Regions from separate parts of the Mus musculus genome. Here region 1 is linked to region 2. The links are chromatin contacts, called in public Hi-C maps. All regions are on one chromosome and are shown on one strand. Each heading gives the region's core, a stretch centred on a gene start, on an enhancer-like site or on the middle of the called end of the contact. The rest is flanking DNA. Distances are from core to core; before and after follow the strand shown. Region 1 overlaps Nol10 (nucleolar protein 10). Region 2 holds the start of Nol10 (nucleolar protein 10).

What was found. Hi-C and Micro-C count contacts between places; a contact is called where the count stands out from the background.
Region 1: a contact with region 2 is called in a Hi-C map of CD8 T cells, with 2.9 times the contacts expected there. The contact joins the enhancer-like site here to the promoter of Nol10 in region 2. A contact is called at or near these places in 2 of 39 promoter capture datasets (embryonic stem cells and frontonasal cranial neural crest), 1 of 484 Hi-C or Micro-C datasets (CD8 T cells), 3 of 115 datasets of contacts at active chromatin or transcription factors (embryonic stem cells, memory CD8 T cells and trophoblast stem cells) and 2 of 9 other capture datasets (liver and pancreatic islet).

What each region holds. Positions count from the first base shown.
Region 1 is chr12:17,429,405-17,432,104 of GRCm38.p6, forward strand. It overlaps Nol10 (nucleolar protein 10), which reads left to right. Exons shown (of 21, transcript NM_001008421.1): 21 at 1-691. Among named protein-coding and RNA genes, the nearest start is that of Gm36752, 5.8 kb to the right of the region's middle. Within about 2 kb of position 1,352, at least 23 of the 459 cell types and tissues checked have an H3K27ac peak or open chromatin away from gene starts, as enhancers often do. A contact at or near this core is called in CD8 T cells and memory CD8 T cells, where this site is marked.
Region 2 is chr12:17,347,086-17,349,785 of GRCm38.p6, forward strand. It overlaps Nol10 (nucleolar protein 10), which reads left to right and starts at 1,408. Exons shown (of 21, transcript NM_001008421.1): 1 at 1,408-1,534. The coding sequence starts at 1,469. Gm46336 (a long non-coding RNA gene) reads right to left here and starts at 1,317. Exons shown (of 2, transcript XR_001780553.2): 1 at 1,197-1,317.

The DNA of each region.
Region 1 (2,700 bases), core at 102-2,601, 82 kb after region 2:
GCCCCTTTCTCTCTCCCCCTCCCCCGCCCCCCTTAAATCTTGTCTTCTCCCCTGCTGATGATCAGGCATCATTTCAGATATTGGAAAGGCCTCCATGAAGTGAAAAGTTCACCCTCTACTGGAAACAGGACATTATCATGCTGTAAGAATGGCTTGGGTTAGCCCAGCCGTGGTGGCGCACGCCTTTGATCCCAGCACTTGGGAGGCAGAGGCAGGCGGATTTCTGAGTTCGAGGCCAGCCTGGTCTACAGAGTGAGTTCCAGGACAGCCAGAGCTACACAGAGAAAACCTGTCTGGAACCCCCCCCCCCCAAAAAAAAGAATGGTTTGGGGTTTTTTGTTTTGTTTTGTTTTGTTTTTTTGTCATTTGTTTATTTGAGACTTGAGTCAGGGTTTCTCCGTGTAGCTCTGGGTGTCCTGGAATTCAATCTGTGGCCTTGAACTCATAGAGATCCACTTGCCTCTGCCTCCTGAGTGCTGAAGTTAAAGGGATGCACCACCAGGCCCAGCCAGAGTGTCTGTCCCCACTGTCTTCTGCCCCTCAGGACTGAGTCACATGATGACTGCTGAGTGGCCCTGTTTATGTGCATGAGTATGTTGGCAGGCTGACTGGCTTGCTTATATTCCTTTGTATAGTTTTTAAGCTATTTTTATATCAAGGGTATAAATTAATAAATAATAAGTGAACGCTACTGGCTATTTGTTTAGCTTATCACAAAATTACGTAGTTATTTTCTGATGAAGTACTATTTGATACAGGCAGCGCCTATAAAAGGAGATGCTTTTCTTTGGACATTTTCTCTGAGGAAGACTCCTGCCTGTGGAAATTTAAAATTCACTTTAGCTTCCATACTTTGGAGTTTCTCATGTAAACAAATAGAATGGGAGCTCGTTAGGCTGTACCTATGGTGAGTCCACAAGGCAGGACACATTAGTTAGCAGTCAGTGTTGTTGGACCCTTGTCTCTTTAGCCTGTGATGTGTACTCAAGAACTTTCTGACTGTTGGTACATGAATCTGCACATGCGCATGCACGCACCCACGTACCCACGCGCACACACACTCCTACCTCTTTATTAACTATTAAGCAGATCCCTCCTGGGGCTGTGAGCCCCTGGTGCCCTCTCTTCCCTTTCTCAAAGTTTCCCATTTTAAAATTGTTGTGCATGCTGGTATCCCACTCTGTCATTTTTCTGTGTTTATATCAGTTGCTTTTGTACACCTATCACCAAAATAATCAATATGGACTTAAGGGATTCATCTTGGCTCTTAGTTTCAGAGGGTGTCAGGGTGTGCAGATGCTGTTCACATCACTACAGGCCAGGAAATGGAAACCCAGACAGGGCCTTAAAGGGCTTGTCTGAGCAACCTGTGGTTGACCTCTGCCAGCTAGCCTTCACCTCAAAGAACATCCCCACACATCCTAACTACTATCTGGGGACAGATGTTTAAGTTAGAGGCCTGTGGGAGACATTTCAGGCTCAAACCCTAACCTGTGATTGCTCGTTACCAGCACTAGGATGTGGCTTTGTCCAGTCCTGCCAGCAGCTGTCCTTCCCGGTGAGACTTAGGAGCTAGTGTGAGAAGTGTAGCACCAAAGCTGGGCACCAGGCCCTGGAGGACTGGGGTTCCTGAGTGATGTGTGCTCTTCTGCTCCAGATCCCTCTCAAAGCTTTAGTATCCCAATCCCAATGCCTAAATCTTCTGTTTCAAGTATTTTCATCAGTAACCTTTGAAGGAAGCAGACATGCTGGGAGGGGCAGGATTAACACAGGGCAGACAGCAGAAAATACAGGCCCAGGGGTGCGGGACTTAGAAGGGCTTCTGGGAAGAAGATTGAGTTCAGATCCTTTCCTCAGAATCCTCCCCTGGTTCTCTTCTCATCCAGTAACATCCTGAGTCCCTGAAGGACCCTGCCTGGCACAGACTCCTTTGTTTGCTGTCACCACACTGACCTTCCTCTTTCTAGAACATTCCGGGCATTCCCTCAGCTCCCCACGCTCCCCCAGGCCTCTCAAGTTACTTTCTCTCCTGTCTGGTCAATTCTGCCCCATTTACATTGTCACATCCCAGTGTCAGCATGTGTTTACAAATGGTACTCCATTTAATATGCTTTCAAAACGTCACCACGGGGACCACAGAGTCTTCTTGAGTGGAAGAAGAAAACCAAATACAGTAAATCATATCTGACCTATACATGAGTATCCATGCTCATATACTCATGCACACACATGTGCACACACACAAATAAGTATAGCATAAATTTAGAACCTTACTATGGAAAGTGTCGGGTACACACAAGAATGGATGGGGAACAGTCGAGTAGACCAGCATGCCCCAGCAGTGTGCAACGTGCTCACGGTGAGTTCTCAGCTAGCTTGTCCAGTGTCAGCTCCTGTTTCCAGAATGCCAACTCAATAAGGACTAGGGGGAATGTTTTAATCAGTATGTTTTGTTTGTAGCTGTGTATCTTAATCTCTCGAACAATGCCTACCACATCATGCAATGTTTATTTAAGCCGTTATGGGGTGCCCACCAGAGAAAACCACTCAGACGTAGTCCATAGCTGCCAATGGTGACTGCACTCAGGTCTTTGAGGCCCAGTACAGCACCAAGCTTTTAGCATAAGGGGTTTTTAAGGCAAAACCACATCCTGGTATCTCACTTGGCAGCTGCAGGGAAAGAGCTGTACAAGCAAGCAG
Region 2 (2,700 bases), core at 158-2,657:
CTGAAGTGCTGAGACTGGATGCACACACCACCATGCCCAGCCTTTTTCATTCTTCCCTTTTTTAATACTACAGAGATGCCAAGGTTTAGATCTTCAATATGGGAACCAGAGGCAGAAACGGGCTACTCTACAGATTTAGCCAAGGTGACTATGAAGACAGCATTGAGCTAATAAAAAGTGCATGGTGGAACAGTGAATTAAGGAAGCTGGTTTTAGAAGTAGGCAGTCATGGTGCTGGCAGGCAATTGTGGTGATAAATAGATCACAACTAAGGTCTGGAGGCCAGAGAATTTTCTAGTTTTGAAGACACAAAATAACTTTTGATTGAGTTGAGATATTACACGCTAAGTTTTGGGATTCTAACCTCTTTATACATTTATTTATTTATTTATTTTTGTTGAGACTGTAATCCAGGCCTTGGTAATTCTCCAGTCTCAGTCTTTTAGACACTAGAATTTTAGGTGGGGGTCACTGTGCCTCGCTTGGGAATTGGCAATTCCTCAGTCTAATTTGGAATACGAGCACAAGAAGGTACTGTTTCAATCACCTAAGTCAAAAATTCTTGAGCACATCTATGGGTGATCCCAGAGGAAAGATCAGTCGTCCCAGAAAGGAGTGAAGCAGCTGTTTGAACTTTAAGGGGCTGACAGGGACCTGCAACTCAGCACAAGGTGGTCTGAGTGGTGTCTACATGGCACCATCTTAAGACCTGGGAGTCCGGGGACTGTGCCAACACTACTTGATAGAGAAACAGCACAGAAAAGTTCTGTAGCAGATCGCTCTGCTCAGAAAGAAAAGGCTTCCACCAGAGTACAAGCCTTTGCAAAGCCAGCAGGAACTAGTGAGCCATGGCCCAGGGGCAAATGAAGATGAAAGCACCCGACCGTAGTTGCCGAGAGGGCTTGAGTGGACCCTGACTATGAGAGCGTAAGTGCCTATCAAAGAGTCGACTGGAGCCAGGGTTTGATAGTGGTTTCACATGACTTTGGAGAAAGCATTACTTAACCATTCTCTCTTTCCCAGACTCGTCTTTTCATAATGTGTTTGGAAGAGGATATAGAGAAAGACTGGCGAGGGTCCTCTGCTGTTAGAAAGTCATCCCAAGGCCTCTGATGTGGACAACAGAACTTCCTAAAAATGGTAAGTGGTTATAACTGTCACATTCTAGTCTCAAACGATATCAGGTTCAAACTCACTTCCCCATCTCATGCTTTCTCGTACGATTTTTCTTTTCATTTTCGCTTTTTCCAACCCCAGAGCACATCTCCCCGGACCCGCTCTTGCCGCCTCTAGTGCCTCCGCCCTGGGGCAGCCTAGTGAGCGCGCACTTCCGGAGCCAGGAAGTGCGTCATCAGCTCGCGCCAGTTCCCGCACGTTGTGCCGGTTCGCCTCGGGTTTGGATGCTAGGGTATTCGGGTGGGCCGGCGTTCTGTGACTGCGTGCCGGGCTCCGGCTGCTCCGCGCTGCGATGCAGGTCTCCAGCCTCAACGAAGTGAAGATTTACAGCCTCAGCTGCGGCAAGTCTCTTCCCGAGGTGAGTTCTCGCCCCCTCGCCATCGCCCTGGGAGCGTGTATCTCTAACTTACCATCGGCTGACCGTGGTGGCTGGTTTTATGTCAACTTGACACAAGCTAGAGTTAACTGGAAGGAGGGAATCTCAATTGAGAAAATGCCCCCATAAGATCTAGCTGTAGGACACTTTCTTAATGATTGATGGGGAAGAGCTCAGCCCTTGGTGGTGCCGTTCCTGGGCTATGGCTCTGGGTTCTATAAGAAAGCAGGCCCAGCAAGCCAGTAAACAGTACTGCTCCATGGCTTTTGCATAAACACCTGCCTCCAGGTTCTTGCCCTGTTTGAGTTTCTTCAGTGATGGACCGTGATGTAGAAGTGTGGCTGAAATAAACTCTTTTCTCCCCAAGATGCGTTTGGTCATGGTATTTTATCACACTATAAAAACCCTAAGACAAGACCGTTGTTTTGCCTGCATTGGGTTCACGTGTAAGAACGTGCTAACTGTTTAGAAACTACTCTCACGTGCTTTAATTAAAAACCTTATTGCCTGAAAACAGTCAGAGCAATACAGTCACAGACTGCAGAGAGGAGGACTGTGGCTCACCCTTAGTCTGTTTAAAGTCTCATCCTGTTCCAAATGCAGACTGCCTTGGTGTATACTTAGGGTCTAGGGAGGTGAGTTCACATGTTTAGAGATTATTTTGCCATAACTAGTAAGAATAGTACATTGACTTTTCCCTTTTAGAAAGGATTTTTTTTTCTATTGGGGGCATTTAACCTCAAATTTATTGACGTTTTAAGCTGGACAAGTCTTGTTGCTAGTGTTGTTTGCCAGCATCCCTGGTCCATACCTACAAGATCCAATTGTGATGACAGACTAAAATGTAAAGACTTGCCATAAGCCATCTGGGAAGCAAAATTGTCCCGGTAGAGACCCAGCCACTCAGTGTCACGATAACTGACTAGTGCTTTGGTTGCTGTTCATTCAACTGTTGCCTGTAGAAGAAAATCAGCTTCCAGTGAATGTGCTGGTAAAAACCACTTCTTATCCAGGGTCGTCTATTAGGCCAGTCATAGGTCTGTTTCTATTCTTTGTAAGAAATACATTTGGCTGGCAAAGAGACACGTTTATAATCCCAGTGCTTAGGGCGCTGAGACAGGACATTTGTGAGCTTGTGTTCAGCCTGG